Regions from separate parts of the Zea mays genome. Here region 2 is linked to region 1. A link is a contact called in public Hi-C data. All regions are on one chromosome and are shown on one strand. Each heading gives the region's core, a stretch centred on a gene start, on an enhancer-like site or on the middle of the called end of the contact. The rest is flanking DNA. Distances are from core to core; before and after follow the strand shown. Region 1 holds the start of LOC100193404. Region 2 holds the start of LOC100276712.

The links. Hi-C and Micro-C count contacts between places; a contact is called where the count stands out from the background.
Region 2: a Hi-C map of tassel shows a contact between it and region 1, with 3 times the contacts expected there. The contact joins the promoter of LOC100276712 here to the promoter of LOC100193404 in region 1. A contact is called at or near these places in 4 of 25 Hi-C or Micro-C datasets (ear, leaf and tassel).

What each region holds. Positions count from the first base shown.
Region 1 is chr6:144,795,487-144,801,910 of Zm-B73-REFERENCE-NAM-5.0, forward strand. LOC100193404 reads right to left here and starts at 4,133. Exons shown (of 5, transcript NM_001358723.1): 1 at 3,785-4,133; 2 at 54-230. The coding sequence starts at 3,865.
Region 2 is chr6:144,951,940-144,958,363 of Zm-B73-REFERENCE-NAM-5.0, forward strand. LOC100276712 reads right to left here and starts at 2,241. Exons shown (of 2, transcript NM_001150435.2): 1 at 1,593-2,241; 2 at 1-267. The coding sequence starts at 2,089. The coding sequence ends at 48.

The DNA.
Region 1 (6,424 bases), core at 2,883-5,382:
TTCATAAAAGCCTTTTTTGCAGCAACTAAAGGCTGTAAGATTTAGATACGCACCCAACGAATTTTCTCTGGCTTGTACTGACGTCGCCAACTGGTAGCTTCTTTGAGGCTCTTGGTAGCTTTCATCGTACTCCAGTTTCTTGCTCGGAGGAACCGGCGGATAGTGGCATCAGAAAGGAAGTTCGGCATCTCTGTCGGCAGATCGCCAAGGAGCTCCCGGACCTCATTTACCTACACGCTCATAAGGTCATAACTCAGATGAGATTACTACTGAAATCATGTTTTTTTTGTCTAGTAGTACTTTATACACTCGGCAAAGAATCTTTTACAATTTTACACTTGATAAAGACTTTATCGAGTATTGCACTCGGCAAAGAGCGACGTAAGTTGCATTGTCACGGGCTATTTGACATATAATCAAGGGTGTCTCTAGGCCCATGCGGGTTGTACGACTGCACATGGCCCCAAAATTATAGGACCCCCAATTTTAGTAGATGCCATATATATTAGATTAAAATTTTTATATTCCATGTACTTTAGACCAAATTATTTGAGGTAGCCAAAAAGATAGCGTCAAGTTACATCTTGACTCTAGAATCCAAGTGATGCTCATTGCTCTACCAAAAATCCTACATGTCTAATTCGGAGTTAGACTAACGCCGATCAGTAGTATATAGATATACATGTGCCGCTGCGCTGGTCGATAGTATATAACTATGAGAATATCATTGAAGATAATGCTTTTTAAATAAAGAATATGTAACTAGTACAACCTAGTACATGCAATTTGTATTGTGATATATCTTATTATTATTTACTATTTTTCTATATTAAATTAGGCCCTTTTTAGATATTTCGCACAGGGCCTCCGAAAATGCCGGGACGTCCCTGAAATTACAAGCTGCTTAGCTTCGGCAATAGACAAATTTAAAAATCACTAGCGGACTCTATATTTACATGTGGGTGTTATCTAGGTCCATATAAATTTCGAGTTCTTCTTATGTTCGAGTCCCTGAGCTTGCAGGGCAATACCACTTGGGTCTTCAACTCTTGGATTTTGATATTTTAGTTAATCTCTAAACCTTATATAACATTGTCATCTAACCTTGCCGAACTTGCATGTCAACACATAAACAACGATGTCGGGGCAAGTTAAATATGTGTTCACATGTGAATTTGGGGGGGGGGGGTACGTGACACTATTTTATCAGTTTAGGGATTCAAATACTAAAATTGAGAGACAGGGACCTGGTTGACATCGTGGTACAAGTTCAAGGACTTAGACAAAAAACGAGAGTTAGAGACCGAGATCACCCACATTATAAGTTCAGAGACATTTTATGAATTTTAGTGTTCTATTCATATGATTACAAATACCAAACAATTCTAGTATGTGATGTTAGATGACCATTCTAGTATGTGATATTAGAGGAGCTAGAATATTACTACAGCTGTTAGAGGAGCTAGAATATTACTACAGCTGTTAGAGGAGCTAGAATATTACTACAGCTATTGTGCTTCAAACCTTGTTGCTAAGAGGATGATAGTATGCAAATATAGTGTGTGCAAGGATATTTCTACACTCATGCATTAGCACATAATTAAGGATTGTATTATTTGTTTCGAGATATAGGTCGAGTAATTTTCTTCTATCTTTGCAAGAAATTATCATAGTGACTAATCAAGCCATCCACCACCAAGACATCAACATCGAATAAAACATTGCACAGCCGGTGATGAGCTCTGCATCACTACTAGATCAAATGATAAACTGAGGTGATGACCTTATCGTCACTATGGGATCATATGTTGCACTGGCTGTATTGATCACTTCTTCATTGGTGGATCAAATGATAAACCAACAATTATGATCTCTTTTCATCACCATCGAACCATACGCTAGACCGATGGTGATGTCCACTTCATCACCAACATATCATAGTACAAACCAGTAGTGATGTCCACTTCATCACCGTCGTATCATAAACGAGACCAAAAGTTATGGAAACAACATCACCAACGGATGATACGCCAGGCCAATGGTGATGAGTTTATCATCACTAATTTTGATTAGGTAGTGATATTATTGGTTATCATTGTCCTCTCTCACAAATGTTAGGAAAACTAGTGAAGTGGTAGTGATGAGCTTTGTATAGTACCGATGGATTATGCATATGGCCCACCCATGCCCCAATTCCAACTACCCCATACCCTTCTCATGTTCTACTCTACCTTTGGCTCAATTTCTATAATCGACCCCATTCTCCGCCCCCTTCACATGGTGCCTTGGTAGACCCATAAGTAGGAGCCTTACCATCCATCCGTAAATTGAAAATTTTATTAAGGGGGAGAAAAATAATTCTTATTATGCCAAGGTGTCTAGTGAGGGGAAGCGATGACCCAAGGGAGCTATGGTTTGGGCTCTTGAAGAGGAATATAGGTCTACCATAGCACCTTTATGACAAATTAAAATTCTAAGAGGCAAAAGGTAGACATGGAATTTTTAAGACATGTGGCGCTATTTGAGGCCAACATCTATTCACTAATTAGCGAGATGGGTTGGTGCATAACCTTAGTTTTTTTAGATTTGGTTATCAAATGCAACCACTTAACCTAGAGGAAGAAGCTAGGTTTAATTGTGGAATTTTACAGGCAACTTTCATTGGATCTTGATTTGAGAGTCACCACCCTACTATTCTGCATAAACCATAGAATAGGAATAGAGGAAAACATAAGATCAAGACTAGTGTGGGTTCAAAGGAATATGCGGGAGACCAACTTTCACTAATGGAAGATTGTTTTCATGTAGGTAAGTGTGTTTGTCGGAATCTCTACTACTTAAATTTCAAAAGGGAACACTAGATGGAAGGAAACTAGGAGACCTTCAGGCATGTGCTCTTACGATTCATGGCTAGATGTAGGTGAGGAAAAAAAGGTGCAACCAAGGAGACCTGATAGAGGTCCATGAGGTAAAGGCTTGGGAGGATAGGTGGTTTCTATCGAGGCTCCTACCCATAGTTGTTGACCCTATTCTGCTAGCAGCCATCTCTGGCTCATTTCATATCTTATTCCACAACCACCACCACATGCACCCACCTCTAGCATCTCCCCACAACATTTCCATTACAATCAAGATTTCCCACATAATTAGGAATTATAGCACAATCAATTTAAATCACAATAAACTCATGAAGAATCAAGGATGTGGTCAGGTTTCAACAAAGAAAATCAATAGGTCCGTTGAGAAAGGACATATCCAACAAAAAGGAAAATTTATATTGAACAAAGTTGGTATGCCAAACAACTCAAAAAAACATGGTCGGAGTCATGAACAATTTAATTCTATTGAGTTAGTTAGGAGTTTTGGTGTTTTAGAATGTATAGATTTATGTTCAACTTGGGATAACTTGTAAAAGGAGAACAATAGAACATCTTGCTCTTGAGAACAATAGAACAACTTGGGACCCCGGAATTCTAGCTCCCAGACTCCCCTGGTTATTAGAAGTAGAACAATAGAACATCTTGCTTACGGTTAACTTGTATGAAAGGAGGATGACTCCAGGATACGGATTTGCCATCCATCTGGAGTCTATATTCCTCACAATCCCTTACCAAACAAGTGACCGGGGGGATTCAGCTTGTTGCCATTTGCATGCTCCCTAAAAATCAACCCCAGAATGCATTTCTTTCTTCGCTTGCTTTCTAGGAAGAGAACACACAAACTAGATATAGAATAAGTAGATCGAAAAGGCTATGCACAGAATTTGACCTTGAAAAAACCTTACCCTTCTCTGCTGTTCTTCTGAAGACGCGGGTACCAGCAGCTGCTGCACTGGTTTACTCCTGCTCTTGAGCAAATAAGCCATGGCGGCAACCGAATCACTAGCTGGGTTGTCGTTGCTAGTTGGCTACGATGCAACAAATCGTGCACTAAATTAAAATGAAAAACATGCGGCAAAACATTCTCCTGTATTTATAGTAGTAGTAGTATTGTTCGTGTGTGAACTTCTGTTTCTATGTGGGCGTGCGGGAAGGAATATGGAGAGACAAGTTCGAAGCAGTAAGAGAGAGGGGTAGCTGGTGGTTGCCCTCCTGCACATTAACGCGACGCGACGCGACGTTGGCAATGAATTCATTCTGACCAGCTAGCTAGGGGCTAGGGGCTAGGGCGCTTCACGCCCATGTCGTCCGTGGGCTCCAGATTATCGACGGGCGGTCGGGCGCCGTGATGGCGTGTACTCCACGTGGACATGGCCTCCGTCATGGAACCTTGGAGATGGCCGGCATTGGTCCGTCCAGGATGTGGGCATGCAGTTGGGTGGTGAACGTTTATTAGACTGTCTGCACGGGTCGCCGCTATACTTTCCTCTCCCCTTGCATGCCGTGTACAGAAGACCTCCCACCCGCGCAACGGTTGCCTCTACGGAGCCCCCTACTGAGGGGAGCGCTTCTCTCTCCCTCCACTCCTGGCGGTTCACTGTTCATGCGCCCTTACACTGTTTGGCACTGTGTTGTGGGCCCACGATGAATTATTAGTGGATAAAAATTGATAGTGGATAAAATGTAGGTATAGAAAATGATATTTGATGGTTGTAGTGGGGTATAGAGAGAGTATTTAGGGGGAACCGCTGTGGAAGATGAAAAAATAGGGGGGCATAGGGGAAAAAAGTGATATAGGGGGAAAAATTTAGAGGTAACGGTTGCGGATAGCCTTAGGGCAAGAGACCGTGCGGCCTCTGAATTTATCCCTCTATATCTCATTTTTTTTCCTTCACATCAATATTTTTGTTCCCCCTATTTTATAATCTCTGCAACGGTTCCTCTGTCTCATCATCCTAAAGCCCACCAACATTATAAAATATTATTTTCCTTTCAGCCACCCACCGTATTCAACTCCCCTCCATATTTTCCTTTATTTGTTCTTGTGGTGTATGTCTACAGCGGCTGGTGCGGCCGCTCCCCCTCCCCTCCCGTGGAGGCAACATGCAGCCCCTAGGCGCCACAGGGCTGTCCCCTACGGTGCCCCCCACGATGCAGGGTACGCACCCTCCTCTTCTCTCTCCCGCTCGATGCAGAGCGCTCGTCTCCTCTCCCTTATACTGTGCTGTAGATCTGACTCCAATTGTTAGTAGAAGAAAAATTGATAGTGAATAAAAAATTGTATATGAAATAATATTTTATGGTTGTAGTGGGGTATAAGAGGAGAAAATAGGGGAAACCGCTGCGGGAGATGAAAAAGTAAGGGATGAAATGTTGATGATGTGACACAAAAAGTGATATAGGAGGAGAAATTTAGGAGAAACCATAGACTTCGACTGGCTTCAACGCTCCCCCTCCCTTAGTAGCGGCTACAGGTGTGCCTCCACATGGCACGGTGCCCTCTAAATACACCTCTATCGGCCACGATGCTAGCAGATGCTACAGCACTCCGGTAGATGTGGGGTGGCAACCTGCCCCCTCTTGTCTCGATTTTAGTGCACACATGTATTTGTTAGTTGTGGAAAAATAATAATGGATGATAAATAAGTATGAGAAATGATATTTTATAAAGATAGTGGGGTATAGGAGAAGAATTTAGCAGGAACTATTGCACAAAGTAGAGATATAGAGGAAGAGAGTTTGCTGATGTGGCAAGAAAGTGCGACATAGGGGGAATGTTTTACTCGATTCTTTAGGCCTTCGCCGCGCGCGAGGATGCACGGTCCCAAAGAGACACGGATCCTCCGACTGTACAGTTGGGTCATTGCACCTAGGGTCCACGTGTCAGTGACCCCTCCCAACGTCAAAATATCTCGTTCCGACCCAAATATGGTCGATCATACTTTGCGTGTTTGGTTACAGGGATTAAAGTTTACATCAAATATTTATTATGAGTATTAAATATGGTCTAATTATAAACTAATTACATAGTTGAAGACTAAACACATAGAAAAAATATTAAACCTAATTAATCCATAACTAACAAATGTTTACTGTAGTATCATATTAGCATATCATTAACTAATTAGGTTTAACTAGTCATGTGCATGTGTATTGCTACGGCTTTTATATATCATAAAGATAGATTTTATTTTAATAAAACACGGTGTTGGAGACTTGTTCTCAAATGCTTCGAATTAAAAACAAGGCAACATAAAATGTTAAATGTTAATACCCTTCGTCCATTGAAACATTATCTCCCCAAGGGTATAATGATCTTCGGACGAAGATCATGAGCAGAGCTCACGAAGATTATACCTTCGTGAATAGAATTATGAAATAGTAAACGATAAAATACATAAAATATGAAACATGAAAGAATAATATATCAAAACACTTAAACTTATTCACATATTTCATCATACAAACTTAAATATTAAAACATAATATTTAATCATATTTATACCTTCGTCTTGACAGAAGGCAATAATTCGAGTGTCGCGTGC
Region 2 (6,424 bases), core at 991-3,490, 150 kb after region 1:
TCAGACAACATTTCCGTCTTTAGGGCATTTCTATCGTGCTGTAGCTTTCAGTGATTTCTCCTTTTGTCTTGGATCTGACGAACACATTCAGCAACCAAAACACTGAACTTTAGGGTGACCTTGCCTGTAAGGGGTGGGTTCAAGCCAACCTTCTTATAAGCTTGTGCAATGTTTTTCTGGCATTTTTGCAAGTGAATATTACAGAGGGAGGGAGCTGCAGACTTTATGATCGGCCTACTACAGGGGATAAGCCCACCTTGTAGCCCACTGGAAAAAACAGGGCAAGAGTTAGAACATTCATGTTAAAATCAAATAAGGGGAAAACTGTATGAAATAATAATTTATATCAAAACACTACTATGCTATTGGTGGTTAAGTAAAAAAAATCCAACTACGATCTATGAATCAAGTAGAAAAGGCATAACAAGACCCCAAAGGCGAGCTAGGTCCGCCTGCACGCCTAGGTGACGCCTTTGAAATAGGGCTTTTAAATTCTAATTAGGTTAAGTGATGCAAATCAATATCTGCAAACAGCAAAATCTTAATGAAGTAGACAACCACAGAAATTAAAGCACGCCCAATTTGAGGTTCTTACTCAAATCACAACGTATATAGATGGAACTTGATGATGATGATGATAGGAAATCATATTTCATTAGCAAACATGTATTAGGTTACTTAGACAGAAAAAAACAAACATATACATTGTTTGCTGAAACTGATCGATCCAACTCTGCTAAATCATTAAATAGCTTTCTATCAAAAGCAATGTTCCTATACAGCAGCGTAATCAAGATTTTTCTTTAGAAGGGGGCTAACCCGAGATATAACTATAGTTGTAGTGTCAATAAATAGAATATATGTTTATATATAATATATAATAATCGCTAGTCATAACAATTAACACATGTGTGCGTTAATTTTAACTTATTATAAACTAACTCATTTATTTTAGCCATAGATATGCAAGTAAACATTTTTTTCCTTTTTGGTTGGAGGGGGCCATGGCCCCTAGCGCCCCGTCTGCGTTACTGTTCCAATAGTTTGCTGGGACAAATCTATGAAATGCAACATCAGCTATTGAGCTATCCATAAGCCGGAAGATAGAACTGAAAAGGCAAGCACACAGATTTATGCTGCACAATTTGAACAACTTTAGGCAACACTTAGATTGAAAACACCTGTCTATGCAACAATGCACAGAGTATCCATATGGAGCAACCAATCTGGAGCCTGCATATCCTATTTAGCACTATTTAATGAAGTTCAAACACCACTTTCCCTCAAAATAAAATCACTAAATGACACAGATTACGACAAATACAGTATAATCTCTAATGACCCGTCTGTTCAATCAGTCATTAACATATACAAAACCACACAAATGGGGGTCATCTCAATGATTTCTCAAGAGAAGCATGGCAATTCAACCAACAAAGATAGAAGTTGCATCCCCTTTCACAAACCTTAAACCTGAATGACTAGGTGGTCAGATGCAGACTAGTAAGGCGACGGAATCAGTAAACCCTAATGGACCGAGATCCACGGCTTCCTTCTTCCAAATCACGTGTAGTGTAGGGAGAAGAACGAACCTCTTGTTGATGTACGCGCAGGGCTTGTACAGCCGCTGTTTGGGATCGGAGAGGATGTGGGAGTGGCAGAAGCGGGTCGTGGCCATGGCCCGCACCTTGCACCCTGGGAACCCGCACTTGTTCCTCCTCGGCACCGGCGCCAGCCTCGGAAGCTCCCCGGCCGCCGGGATGGGCCCTCCTGGAGGGGCTGGCGGCTGCTCTGCCTCCAGTGGGCTCCGGGCGAGGTCCCAGACGTACTGCCGGTGCCGCGCGCGCACCTCCTCGGCCATGGCCCAGTATAGCTGGCGGTACACACCGGCTAGCCGGGCCGCGCGGCGCCGGCGCCGCCGGAGGACCTCCTCCCGCGTGAGCGCCTCCGCCGTGGTCTCCATCTCGGGCGACGGCGGGTCGGCGGGGGCAATGCTAGGGTTTTGGGCCTGCACCTCCAGCGGGACGGCCGCAGGCGCCGGAGTCAGCGCCGGCGCCGCCAGTGCATCGGGGATCCGGGATGAGGCCATGGGGCGCTCAGGTGCCCAATTTGGAGTGGTTTCTCCAGGTGTTGGAGAGGACAGAGGAGATGGATTGTTTGTGGCTTGGGGGAGGGGTCAATGCCTCGATGTTCCACGGTATGAGATCCACATCGACGTGGTGAGGTACGGTGGCGAAGTATACGCTGGCTGGACAACACCTCTCGGTCCCACGAGTCAACGAGAGCTTCTTCTACTTAGGCATGTCGATATTATTTTTAGAAAACAATCACTTTACTGCCCTCCATTACCATAGGATTTTGCCTTCTCACTTAAAAACGAATTTTACGCCCTTTCAACTTTACAAACAAAACCGTTTATTTTGCATCATAAACGGTGTTTATGATATATCTATATGTATTGCTCGTCTTAGGGTGTGTTTGGTTTGACTTTTGGCTTTGGCTTTTGTCCCCCTAAAAACCAAAAGCCAACCAAAGGGCTGGATCCAGGAAGCAGTTTTTTCTAAAAGCCGACTTTCTCGTAGTGCAAATCTGAAAGCACCACTAGACCTGCTTTTAGTGGCTTTTCGGATGGAATTGTGAAAACATATATCGAAGAATTTTTAACGACTTTTAGTGATTTCCACCAAACGGCTTTTAGTTTTTTAACAGCTTACAGCCTACAACAGCTTTTTTCACAGCTCACATCAACTTTTTTCACAGCCACATCCCAACCAAACAGACTCTTATGTCATGTACAATAAAGCTAATACTTAGCTGATAAAATTGGCTGAAAACATTCATACGGTCTATCTAAAAAGTTCAACTATTAATTATTTTTAGCAAATTAGTTAACAATTAACTAGATATTCCCTCAGTCCCAATATACAATTCGTTTTAGCCTTTTACTTTTATGTCCATATTCAAGTAGATGACAATAAATCTAGACACATATATAATACACATATATTAAATATTATATGAATCAATTAACATCCTAAGGACATGTTTGGTGATCAGGGATCACGAGGGGATCCTGGGGGAAGAATTTTCTTGCGATTCAATTTTGAATAACAAGAGAATTTCTCTCCATAGATCCTTCAGTGGTCCCTGTTCACAAAATCAGCCCTAAACGAATATTATTTTAGGACGGAGGAGTATTTGTTAGCTAGCTAATTCCACTAGCTATTTTTAGCCAACTAACTATTAACTCTAGTGCATTCAAACACTCGTTATTGTCACATATAAGAACAAGTGTTTCTACAATACATCCACTCTTTCAAAACATAAAACATTATCTAAAGTTATGATAGGCAGTATAGTGCATCATTATAAAGTTTGAATACTTTGAGAGATTAGGAGGTATTGACCTTGTATTAGTGATGTCGGCGTTTTGGACCAGCGAGGACCCTCAACCGACTAGTGAATTTGATGTTGCGTGTCTCTTCCCAGATGGATGAGGCTTATGTTATCTTGCACCGGGGTGCTCGTAGTAGGGGTTACAAGCTTCGCGGGAGAGGGTTTGGCCTTGGAGTGAGCCGTCTGAGTTAGCCTCTCTCCGCGTGTCTTGGTGAGGCCCTGGACGTCCCCTTTTATAGATACAAGGGGATGGTCCAGCTGTACATATGGGGTGTAGTTATGTGCTAACGTGGCCGGCGGAGAGGTGCTTGAACCCTGTAGAAGCGTAGCTGGTGGTGCGGCCCTGGGTCCTGCTAACGTTTCTTTGCCTTCGTAGAGAGGTGAGAACAATTGACGTCATGGACGTATGCAGGGAACCATAATTACCTGTTGCCGAAGTAATCTAGATGTGACACCGGTCTTGTTCCTTCGTAGCCTGAGGCAGCTAGCCAGGGGTAGGGTAATGATGTATCCCCTGTGGCGTAGTCGGTCCGAGGCCGAGGTCGGGCGAGGAGATGACTTCTCCTGAGGCCAAGGCTGAGGTCAGGCGAGGTTGTGACTCCTCCCGAGGCCGAGGCTGAGGTCGGGCAAGGTTGTGACTCCTCCCGAGGCCGAGGCTGAGGCCGAGGCCTGGGGTCGGGCGAGGCAGAGACCTTCTCCCGAGGCCGAGGCTGAGGCCGAGGCCTAGGGTCGGGCGAGGCGGAGCTCCCTGTCACGCCCGAGGCTGAACTCGGGGGAGGTCGTGACTTACTGTCGTTAGTTTTACCCTGATGGTTGGCACAGTAGTCGGAACGGGGTGAATAGTGTTTTCCTGTCAGAACGATCAGTAAAGGGGCGAAGTGACTGCGGTCATTTCGACCTTGCCAGCTGAGGCGCGCGTGTCAGGATAAGGTGCAGGTGATCCCCGCATTAAATGCGCATGCGATACGGTCGGTGGTAAGGTGATTTGGCCGAGGTTGCTGTACGGCAAAGTTTGCCCGAGCTTAGTCTCGGCGAGCCGGGGGTGCGCCCGCTGCCAGAGGAGGCCCTCGGGCAAGGCGTGAATCCGCCCGGGACTACTGTTCTTGCCCGAGGCCGGGCTCGGGCGAGACGAGATTGTGTCCCTTGGTAGATGAGGCTTTAACTTTGAGCTGTGTTTACCAGCCTTTATGGTCTGTTTTGAAGATGTTTTCCAGCCATGCTTAGGAGTATTGGGGGTACCCCTAATTACGGTACCCGATAGTAGCCCCCGAGTCTCAAAGGGAGTGTAGGCACTCGCTTGGAGGTTCTGCCAGATTTTTTGTAAGGGGACCAGCCTTTCTCGGTTATACTTTGTTCCGATGGGTGTAGCCCCCGAGGCCTCGGATGAGTGGTTTGACTCCTCTGAGGTCTTAATTCTTCTTGTGATTCCTCGGTCGGCTTTGTTGTTCCCTCATGCGGCCTGGCCGCGGCCCGGGTGCATGGTCAGGCTTCGAGTTTTTAAGCTGGTTTTGTCGATGTGGTCAACAATTTGGCCGCAGCCTAGTGCGAGAGCAGCCTCCGAGCCTCTGCACGGAGCGAGAGGACGATCGAGTACCGTCTCGGCTTTTTATTGTACGCCCCTTCGTCGCCTTTCCGCAAGGAGGGGGGAACACGCCATGTTACCCTCGGTGGGCGCTGAACATGGTGTTTCCAGTGAGTTGCTATTGGGTAATCCGAGTGGACGCCCGAGCCCTGTTCGATAAGGGTCGGCTAGTGGCCTAGAGGCGTGCTCCAAAAGTACCTGCAGGTGATTTGCTGGACCCGGACCCATTTGATAGGGTCCGAGGGATCGGTGCCTCCCTTCGGGGGGATTCCATTACAAACCGTTCCCGCTGGTCTCAGAAATGTCTTAGGGTACCTCGGGAGCGTAGCCCGAGCCTTGGCCATGTAACGGATGTACCCAGGGTCATCCCTGACTCTGCATGTTCTGGGGCGGCTGTCGAATCCCTCCGAGGGGCTAGCCTTTGAACCCCTGATCAGTAAAGGGCTCAGAGCCCGAGTGCTCTGGGGCGGTTGCCGAACCCCGCAGGGCGCAACCTTCGAACCCCTGATCAGTAGGAGGGCTCGGGGCCCGTTTCTTTTGCTACGAAAGGGCTCCTTTGAAATGTCCCCTTTCCCGATCCCTGCGCAGAGAGAGAAAGAGAGAGAAAAGGAAGAAAGGAGATATTTCGAAAACAGTGTGGCACACCTTTTTTGAGGCAGTCATCGTGACGGAGGTGAAACGGCGCCCGCCCGCCTGCCAGAGGAGACGTGTGTCCTGCCAGGGAGTTAATGCGACGGGACGGGCGACTCGCGGGGTATCTGTTGTGTGTGCGCGAGTCGTTCGAGGAATGGAACACGGGTGTGTCGTCTTTATGCTGTATATGTTGTAGGAGAGGGCTCCTCTGCCGCCTCAGGGGAGGATGCGAGCCTATAGGCGTGACCAGGGCCTGGTTGGTGGTTGGACCGCTGCTTCCGTACGTCTGTGGCTGCAATTACTGCCGGTCCGCCTATGGTCATACCAACTGTCGTGTCTATCTCCACAGCTGGTTGACCCATGACCGTCGCACTTAATTGGCACTGCTGGGTCATGCGTGGGGCTGCCTCGAGTCGTTGCACTGGTTCTGTAGTCCCGAGAAGATGCGACATTGGCGCAAGTGGCAGTGCGGTCTCTTTTCACGAGGTAACCAGTGCGCCGGTTACACGACATGTGGGCCCGGGCCTCCATGCTGGACCGCCGGTTGCAACGAAGCTGAAAGGGTGCACAACCGTGGTGCGGTTGCACGTTTCTTGCGTGGCGGTCCGCCTTTTCGCCCGCTGGTTTCGGCGAGGATGAGAGAGCGCTTAACCGTGGGGCGGTTGCATGCTTCATGTGTGGCGGTTCGCCATCTTCGCGTTTCGGGTCAGTTTATATGACATGTGGGACCTAGCCCCCGTGTCGTAGGGCGGGAACCCTGGAGCACGTCGGGGGGAGACTTTGCCCGTGACGCTTTGGGGCGCAAGTGGGGAG